Linked DNA regions of Rattus norvegicus: regions 1 and 3 are each linked to region 2. Evidence: chromatin contacts called from public Hi-C data. All regions are on one chromosome and are shown on one strand. Each heading gives the region's core, a stretch centred on a gene start, on an enhancer-like site or on the middle of the called end of the contact. The rest is flanking DNA. Distances are from core to core; before and after follow the strand shown.

The links. Hi-C and Micro-C count contacts between places; a contact is called where the count stands out from the background.
Region 1: a contact with region 2 is called in a Hi-C map of psoas muscle, with 3 times the contacts expected there. The contact joins two enhancer-like sites.
Region 3: a Hi-C map of frontal cortex shows a contact between it and region 2, with 1.7 times the contacts expected there. The contact joins two enhancer-like sites. A contact is called at or near these places in 1 of 12 Hi-C or Micro-C datasets (frontal cortex) and 1 of 1 datasets of contacts at active chromatin or transcription factors (oligodendrocytes).

What each region holds. Positions count from the first base shown.
Region 1 is chr5:101,504,147-101,507,566 of GRCr8, reverse strand. No RefSeq gene overlaps it. Among named protein-coding and RNA genes, the nearest start is that of Nfib, 510 kb to the left of the region's middle. Within about 2 kb of position 2,051, at least 3 of the 93 cell types and tissues checked have an H3K27ac peak or open chromatin away from gene starts, as enhancers often do.
Region 2 is chr5:102,048,644-102,051,998 of GRCr8, reverse strand. The region is part of intron 1 of LOC100910558 (a long non-coding RNA gene); the gene reads right to left. Among named protein-coding and RNA genes, the nearest start is that of Nfib, 30 kb to the right of the region's middle. Within about 2 kb of position 1,613, at least 29 of the 93 cell types and tissues checked have an H3K27ac peak or open chromatin away from gene starts, as enhancers often do.
Region 3 is chr5:101,302,600-101,305,672 of GRCr8, reverse strand. No RefSeq gene overlaps it. Among named protein-coding and RNA genes, the nearest start is that of Mpdz, 340 kb to the right of the region's middle. Within about 2 kb of position 1,327, at least 17 of the 93 cell types and tissues checked have an H3K27ac peak or open chromatin away from gene starts, as enhancers often do.

The DNA of each region.
Region 1 (3,420 bases), core at 802-3,301, 540 kb after region 2:
AACATTGTTTGACCATGAATCAGAGATACAGCCAGCAATAAATAAAAGACACAAGGCTCATGGAGGAAAAGAGGTTTCCAGTGCACAGTGAAAAGAATCCAGCTTCCCGTGTCCTTCCTGTGATCTAGTTTATCACAGAACTTCTCTGTAGACAGGACTTCCAGGGGAACCGCTCCAGAGCATAGTGTCTGTTGCAGTGTCTATGCAAAGATGCCCCAGGAATGGCACTCTGCTGCCAAACTTTGGAATATTTTCCAAATTTTGATAATATTTTATTGAGGTCCAATAAAGTTTGGAGCAATATTTCTACAGAGACCCAGCGCTGTTGAAATGTTCAGTGAGTTGGATCCATTCAGACTTAAGATCATGTATCAGGAAATTATCTTGTGTTTCTGGTGACTGAATTTTTAGAAGTACTTCAAAGATCTATTTATAGTTTACCAATCATCACGGTGAGGTGGGATTAAAGAGCTCTCCTGTACTCAGTGTGTCTTATTGCATGTTATAGATTAAGACAACACAGTGATGGTTATAGAATGTATCCCATATATACATGGGTAATGAAAAATTAGATGATAACACAATGTCAGGAAACTTCATACAGGAAAAGATTTCTCAATCCACTTAATAACTATATGATTTTAAGAAAACTGTGGTATTGAGAGTAATAAAATGGGCAACTCTGTACCTGTTTTCACTTGCTTTTTCTGGCTCTGTTCCCTTATACATTCATAACTGTGATAGTTATTGATAGATGTGTTGTGATATACCATGAGACTTAGAAGGAAATTAAAATGGTACCAGAAAATAGGTGCAGTAACCTATTGTTAGCCTCTGCTGAGTAAAGAAATATGATACCACATTGTTGAAAGCTATGATTGTCTCTGGTACTTTGAGTTTCTTCCTTTGCTGCGATTTCCTGGATTGTAGGACACAATAAACCTACTGTGTTAAAGGTAAGGACTGTGGGATGTTGACCTAATTGAAAATACGGACATCCTAGTGGAAAACGACTGTTATCGACAGAAGCACTTTCAAAACGGGAAGCTCCTAGTTCAATTTGGCTTTCAGATTAGATTGAACTTCCCCCACCTCTGAGGATGGCATAATTCCCATGGTTCTTTGGGAGTCTCATCTGAAATAGAATTGGGGGAAAAGACAACATGATTGACAAGGGCAGGTGATATGAGCTCAGAATCCTGCTGAGGGAACTCACTTAGGATTCCAAATTAAAGTTAGCCTTAGCCCCATGCTGGCTTGTTCTGCCCTGATGCAGACACTGAGTCTGCTCTCGGCTAAAGACATACCATGTACAAATTAACTTGTACAAGGGTCGAGGGTCTCGTTCCATCCTCTGTCTTTCAGAAATAATGAAGTATAGCTGCAGTAATGAGGAAGTTAACTGGGAAATGGCATAAAGCTTTAATAAACACTTCCTAGGCTTTGTCTGTTTCCCCAAATATTTGTCTTGTACAAAACACATTGGATACCTCTCTACTCTCCTTCAAAGCAACGAGTAAGATAGTTTTGGATTGAGAGAAAAATCTTGATAATCTTGGAGCAATATTTTTGTTTTTCTACATTAGGTCATCTAAGTTTAGCGTGGCTATTGTCATTTTAATTCTATGAAACTGAAGGCTCTAAGATGTGAATTCACCAAAATAGCACAGTAAATGTTAAGCTTGTAATTTCTATGAGAGATTTGTATGTAGACAATTCAAGATCCACTTTCCCAATGTTCAATCTCTAAGATAAACCAAGCCTCCTTTGGCAGACCTTTGCACACAGCAAACATCTTATAAACCTTATTGTTTAATAAGTAGAAATACCCATGTGTAATAAAAGAATAAATATAACAATATTCTGTGTATATGAATTCTGAAAAATATGTACTCTACTAAGAAATAAATATATAGAATGAATGACCAAGGTCTTCAGAAAATTGAAATCTTCTATTTTCAGAAGAACTCTTTTAGTAACACCGGACAGAGGTTGACTAGCTTGCAAAATTTCTGTTTGCCAACCTGTCTAATATACCTCTTTCACAAGAGGAGATTGTGTTACAAAGGATAAGGTCATGCTGGGCCACATTTGCATCATCCCTTCCCTTGCTCACCTTTCTCTAACAGAATGCACCTCTTGAATGTGCTCTGCTGTGTTCAGTCTGCTAGCAGAGACAGAAGAACTGAGACTCACTTTTTCTTCTGATACACGCAGTTGGGAGATGCTTGTTGCCGCTTCCAGTCTCACCGACTTGAGCACCTGTTTCAACTATGATTGTACAGCAGAGATAAAGACGAGATCAGATACATCTGGCTCTTCATTGAAGTGCTTCAATTTGTGACTATAGTAACTTTATGTTAGTACAGAAGTAACATTGTACTCGATAGAAACCATACTGTGAATTTGGACTTTTTATGTCTTTCCATGACCCTTCGTGCTACAGTGGTTTCTCTTGATGCCTACAGGTGGCAGCATATAGTGCCTACTATTTAACCATGTGATCGTGAGGGGAAACAATCATCACTGTACAGTACAGTGTGTAGCTAAGTAAGATGTGATGCCTGGTGGGTTAGGTGATAGGAAACTTCTTACTTGGAATATTGCCTATTTCCAAAGGGTAATGGTGATGTGGCCCATCATACAGTGAGGGACATATGCCCAACATACAGTGAGGGACCACTGTCTGAGGGATGAGAGGGAAAGGTGCAAAGCACATACTTTGGGAAAACCTGCATTCTATATATGAAAGAAGAGAAAGAAAGGTCCATTCAAAAATCCATCAGAGGGCTGTACAATGCGGACCCCTCAATGCGGTGTTACTTCGTTTTGGAACTTGCTCCTGCAAAATAGTGTTATTTTTGCGAGGTACAGGGTGGAATGACAGCAACTGCATATGGAAACTAAGAAAAATATTCATGCAAATTGTGAAGCATATGAAACAAACAAATGCTGGTCTCTTCAGAGGGACACAAATGGCTGCTGGGGTCCTTTCTGCTTCTAGCAAACTGCTGACTTGTTGGAGATGATGACTAATAATGACATTGATGACAGCAGATGGTACATAGGGTCTACCTCTCAGGAGCAGGGGCTGAGGGCAGAATGGTTGCTTGTTGAACCTTGGCCTGAGAGCAGCTCTACTAGACTAGGTGCCATCAAAGTGTCAAGACAGGACATGATGAGAGGAGTGTGACAGTGGTTAAATAGCCTCACAGCGAACTGTAGTGCTGAGGTAAAGACACCAAGAGCCCGTGGGTGTGTATCTCATGCCATGTGTACATCTCCATAATACAATGAGTTCTGTGTGAACTTTCTAAGATTTCTTCAGCAAGCTAGGGTGTTTTCACTTTCTGAAATCATGTTTAACATTCTCTCTGCATCAACATGGATAATTCTCAAAAACAAAATGTTGAGTGAAAA
Region 2 (3,355 bases), core at 364-2,863:
CAGACACCCAGAAGACCCTTTTAATGAGACCTTAAGATAGGGAGGCGATTTGCACCAAGGAGTAGGTAGGTAGCAACTGCGCCTGCTGATCTCCAGAGGCAAAGGACAATAAATAAACACCGCTCCAAACAGCACATTCTGACAACGCGTGTTCCATGTATTTCTGTACTTAAAAAAAAAAAAGAGAGAGAGCCGCCAATGGTTTTACTTTACAAGTCTCTTTCAAAGGCGTCCCTGAAAGTCTGACCACTTGTTAAACCATCTCCGTGCTTCTGCACCCACTTTGTATCTTTAGTAAGCAGCATTGTTTATTATCCTTGATTCTGTGAGCCCCCTCCCGCCCCCCATTGAACTAAAATAAAGGAGGGGCTTCGGAGCGCGGCGCTGAAAATTATTCCAGGCTTCTCGGCTGAAGAGGGTCTCCCGGCAGTCCAGAGACCCGCTTGGAGAGAGCCCACCCGCAAGTGTGCGATGGATGGGAAAGTTTGTAAAGAGTTTTTGCAAATGCAGGCACCAGAGAGGTTGGGGCAGCCCCAAACTCTGATGACCCCCGCATAGAAAAGATGTAAACAGAGAAGGAAAGTGTCATGAAGGACTGGAGACAGCTACGTGCGGGCAGATCAAGAGAATATTGCCAGGTTGATTAACTGCGGGTGGGAACCTGCAGCGCGCACGGAGATCGGAGACATTTTTTAGTTCCCCGGCTCAATCTCCTCCACCTTCCTGAGCAGAGAAGTCTCACTAATAATTTCTCTCCGTTCCACGTAGCCCTGTGGTCTTCACTGTAAAAAGGAAAGCTCTCAACAATTTAAGGCTTATCCACTTTCTTCCCCCCCAGTTTCCTAAAATCTATTCCCATTTCGTTTGCAGCCAAATAAATCGTGACGGTGACCGTGAGGGATTAAAAAAAGATGCATGGCCTTAGAAAACTAAACGGGTGCGTTCCTCAAGTTGCTTCATCTCTGATCCTCTGATGAGACCCGTGGTAGGGCTCTTCCAAATATTGGTGCTCCCCAAACCCAGTGGGGTTTGCTGCCAATAAACAAACAAACAAAGCAAAAACAAAAAACAAAAATCAAAAAACAAAAACCCCCAGGAACCCGCATGAGAAACTCTCGATGGAAAAGCCGGAGCCCCCATGCCTCCCGCAGCTTCGCTGCAGTTTGGCTGCCTGGAAGCCTGGAAATTGTGCGCCAGAGCCGGGCTGCGCCCAGCACTTTCCAAATGAAACTTCCCAATGGTCTTTCCCACAGGTTCTGGGACACATAAGCCTTCCAGTCCCCAGCTTCTAAAAATCCTCGTCACAGGCTCAGCAGGTCCCGGTAAGCTGGCCGCTCTTCTGCGGAGGCTGTATGATGACTGTGTCTGCTCCTTGGGGCAGAGACTTTCTTCCAGCAAAGTGGCCAGGCTGCGGCAGGAAAGCATCCGTTGCCCGCTCCTTGGAGAAGTTGAGTGAATTTCTGCACGTAGGGAGAAACAGGAGTTGGAGCGTACCGTGGGGGGCGGGAGCACAGCAAGCTGCCCCCGGCTCTTTGTTTCTGAGAGTCCAAGGACGTGCTCTAGTGTCAAGAATCCACTACATTGCTTCGTAGTGAATCACAGAGAATCGTGCCGAGATTCGGCTGCATGGGACTGTCTTTAGTTTCTGCAGACCGGGGCCGTGGAGCTGGTGCAGTTCCCCTTCGGCCGGTGTCCCTTCTCTGAACACCCCCTGAACAGTTCCACCTCTCCCACAAACTGCATAAGGAAAGTAGGGTCAGACTTATAGGCTGCAGTGTGCCCCAACAGGTAGTTTCACCTGGCCTGGTTTAAATATCAAAGTCTGGGCCTTGCGTGGGCAGTCGTGAAATTGGCCCAAGACATAGACGTTTATTCGTGGAACTAAAAAAGCGATGTGCGAGTCACTTAAGATAATGTTTTCTCTTTACTTTTCACGTTATCCCCAAACAACGAGAGAGCTAATCCGTTAGGAACGAGGCTCAGGGAGCCTCAATAACTGGCTTCCAGCTGCAAGCCCACAGGCGATTTGATTTATCTCCCACCCCCGAGAAAATTACTAAAGAACCCTACTGGCTTTAGAAAGATGGGTTCCTTTGGAAAGATCCTTCCTCAAAACGCCCTAGCCCTGGGCAAGGAGGGTGCCCTGCGCTCGCTTGGAACGTAATTGCATTCTGCGTTCTGGTGGTGCGCTGAGCAGCGAGGGAAAGCAAAGCGATGTGCCAGGGAGATCATGGAACCCGCGTGGTTCACAATTCCTTCCGGAAGCTCAGGGAGAAGTTGGTGGCCGGCTTGCACAATCTGGGGCCAGCATAACCCTCTTCCCACAAGGGAGTGCTAGCCGGAATCCTTCCCCTGGGGCCACGGTGCGTGTGGTGCCCGCAATGACCCAAAGCAGAGTCAGAAAATCACTAACAGTGGCTCAAAGATTCTCGAGTGGCATGCCTCCCTCGTGGGGTGGGGGAGATCGGGACTGGACCCCTCAGAAGGGACAATCTAAGACTGCCTTGGGAGAAGGACTTTCCCAGCTCCTTCTAAGCTTTTGCTTAGTTGTGCCTATTGCCATCTAAGCCAGGAATCCAGGTCTTGCCCCACCCATGTCTCTCTTTAGGAACCAATGCAGGCTCCCTGCTGTCACCAGCCCCCACTTCAGAAGCTACGGGCAGATGTGACCTCGGACTCTGATTTTTAAGGGTATCAAGATCTGGCCCTGTTTCCAGTGTTCAAAAAAATCTCTCCCTCGACTATGGCTAATTTAAAGCCTCTGTCACTGGTCAAGTTACCTAAACTTGCTGTTTTCTGGTGCGTTGACCCCTTAAAGCTTGCCTCAGCTAGCTCTGGCAGGGAGAGAAAAGTAGCCACCCTTTCTCCCCCACCACACACACACCTATTCTCTTCTCACCCACCAGCCATCTTCACCTTTCCCCAGTGCAAACCTTGCAGGCGGTGGAAGAGCAGGGGTCCCCAAAGGCATAGACTCACTGGCCCTGGCTGTCCAAGAAGTTCTTTTCTGTCCATGAAGTTCTTTTCTTCTCAAGCTCCTCTGTGAGACCTCTACCCCACCCTCCACCCTCTGCCGTTCTGCCCTCTCCACCTCTGTCTCACTTACAGTGGGACCCCTGGACTTGTAGTTTGGGTTTCAAATTGATTTTGTCTTGCTTTAATTTGTTTAAGGCTCCACCCTGCCTGAGTCTGGAGCACAGTTTTCCAGTTTATCAGTCAGGAATTAGGAAGATGGATCCTTTGAGCAGGGCAGGTTGTCCCTCCATGGAGGCCTGGGGAATCCCTGACTCCCTGTTCCCTGGCATCACTCTGTCTTCCTGGGGTACCCCATTCTCTCTCTCTCTCTCTCTCTCTC
Region 3 (3,073 bases), core at 78-2,577, 750 kb after region 2:
AGTGCAACTTGTGAGCTTTCTGTCTCTGAAAAACCCAGAGGGATCATCATGGACCTGTGGTTTTTATTTTATTTTATTTTTCATTGGGTTATAGTGGAGCAACTTGCCTCTCATGCATCTGTAATCTGGCTCTGGGAAACTGCAGATTTCACTTTTGATCAAATGTGGTTCCCAGCACCAACTTACTATTCACTGGCAGAAGTGGGATGGTTTATTCAAAATTTTGGTAAGAAATGCACCTATTTTCCTTAGACGCCATGGAAATTAAATGAGAATACTCAAGTATTTGTATTTGGTTTTACCTAAAGATCAGAACACTTAATAGTTCAGTTTGAGCTGCAAATTCTTAAAACAGAGCAGTAAGAAATCAAATCCAAAAAAAAAAAAAAACCTAATAAAGAAATGAAACTATATTTTAATTACTTTAAAAAGTGTGCTAGCTTTCCAAGTGAACAAATGAATTGTACTTTATATCACATAAATATGTTTATGACACATACATCTCAAAACACAAATTCAAAATTGAGTTATAAAATATGTACACATTTGATGAAGTTTTCATTGTGCACATCTTGCAAGTTTCGGTTTGAAAATACTCGTGCGGAAAATAAAAAGTGACAAATGAAAACCAGAGAAATGACAGCAAATCAGGTGGTAATATGTCTGCTAGGAACCACATGACTTTCTTGAGCAAAGCTGTGAAGGCCTACTCCAGGAGCTGTGACTGCCTCCAAAGCTCCGCTTGCCCACCTTGACTGATTTTCTCTTTGAATACAACTCGGGCATCTCCACTACTTCAAGGCACCAATGGTCCCAAAGCTCTCTAATGCCGGAGGTTAGGGGAGGGCAGCATGGAGAGCTGCTGCTGGCACCTTCTGCACTCAGATTCAACGCACTCTTGAAAACTAGCTTGGAGTCACCTTTTATTTTAAATCCTCCTGGCTTTTGTCACTTTACACCAGATCCATAACACATTTAAAGGAAGTCGTGCTGTTTTCTACCTTTTTGGGGGGTGGGTTGGGGGGCAAAACGAAGGGAGAACTGACTACTGTTTTGAAGCAAACCACCTAGTTAACCTTGGGGCTCTCCCTGGAGTGGACATCCATTCCAGCAAGCATTCCACTCCTGCTAACAACTTTGCTTCAAGACTCAATTTGGAAAAGTTCTTTTAAAAGCCCAGCATTGGCCTGGCCCTTTGGGTTGGATTTCTGTGGAAATTTTCTTAGTAACCATTTTCAGCTGAGGGAGTTCCCAGACAATTGTAAACTGGAAGCCCTGCAGGAGGAGGGAGGGCTACTCCTGTGCTAATTAAAACAAAGCCTGCTTGTGTAAGCCGGCCTGCTGCAGAGGGGTTCACAATGCAGGGGCCTCCCAGGCACCAGCTCTTAAGTCTGCCGGGACTTACATTTCTAAATACAAACTAAAGTAATGCTCCTTTGTGGATTCTACTCTCGTTGCCAAACTGGAAGAAGGTGAAGCTGTCCAATGTTTGCTTTTGAATGTGGTGTGCCCAGCCGCAAGGCGAAGCTGTCCTCACCAAAGGCAGGGCAGCCTAGGGTCGCTTCCCAGGACAAGTGAGCTGTTAGGAGTTCTTGCAGACGGATACCTGGCTCAACTGGAATTTACTGTCGCTCTGAACTCTGATGTGTAAGCAGTGATGGCCTTGTCATTTATCTAAACAGTGTACAGGTTTCAAATCAGAAAGCATGGCTTCAACAAACTCCCCTTCGCTCTGTGCGCCTACAGCAAAGTAAAATCCCGTGCCCTGTGAAAAGAAAAACGAAGGAACATGCCTGTACTTTGTCTTCCAGATTTGAGAGGCTTCTACTGTTACATAGGTCACATGGACTTTATTTCGAGCCTGGCCTTTGGTGTAGTCCCTTTACGGTGTTAGTGACTGTTCGGTTTCCTTGTCCACGATTATTTTACAAGCCGTTTTGCAACTTGCCATGATTTGACAGAGCCTGTAGAAATGTAGTTTTGTACCTGATAATACAGTAAGTCCAATGCCAAAGGAAAACGGCAGGGGAAGGGACCAGTGAGGCACGAAAATTGAAATGAAGACCCTTGGGGAAGACAGTAAACTTTCTTTTGACTTTCTGGATTTTTCCAGTGTGATTATCTACAGAGTTGAATGCCAAGTTTGATTTCAAAGTTTTATGAGGTTTCATTGGGGCTAAACTAATACTTGGCGCTCTCTCTCTCTCTCTCTCTCTCTCTCTCTCTCTCTCTCTCTCTCTCTCTCTCTCTCTCCTCTCTCTCCTCTCTCTCCCCCTTTCTCTCCCACTGTCCCTTCATCTTCCTTCCCCCCTTTAGTACCTCACTACCTAACTCCCTCTCAATGCAGACTTGAAAGACAAGGTGCAGCATCCGTTTCCAATTAAAAGAATAAAAATTTTAAAATGTCTCCCTCTGGGCCTGGTGCTGAGCCAGGTGAGAAAATGGTGGGTGTGGTTGCTGAGAAAGCAGGAGGGTGAAAATCCTCCTCTGCTTGAAGTTACTTTATACTTTAGAGGGTTCTCCTCCCTGCCCCATAAAGAAAGCTAAAGTTGTGATATTTCTTTATTTCATTTTGCTTTTTTCCTTTAAAATCTACTTCCCCAAAATTGCTGCTAGTTCCCGTGGCGGACCCTGCACTGAACTCCTATTTTCTCCGTGTATCTCTGACTTGCGTTCATTCCCACAGGGGTAAATATTTGACATCTACCCATTCCCTGGGGTGGCAGATCATTGCACTGAACACAGAGTGGTTTCACTGCACCAAGAGGTGAAGTCAGGCTCCAGGGGATAAACAGACATCCATAAATAACTGCTCAGAAATAGTCTAAGGAATATGGCCGGCACAGAAATCCTGGCCCGGTGTGATCTGTTTTGTTTACTTGCATAAAAGTTTTCTTTGTCTGGATCTGCACCGGGCATAAAGCACCCTCAGCAAAACCTATAGTTAAAACAAAGCAAGAGCAAGCAGGAGAAACCCCCACCCCAAATGAAAGCAACCAGGGCTCGGTGAAAGCCAGCAGAAAACAGACTTGTCTGGCATTCTCATACCAGGAGAGGCTGGTGAGAAGAGGCT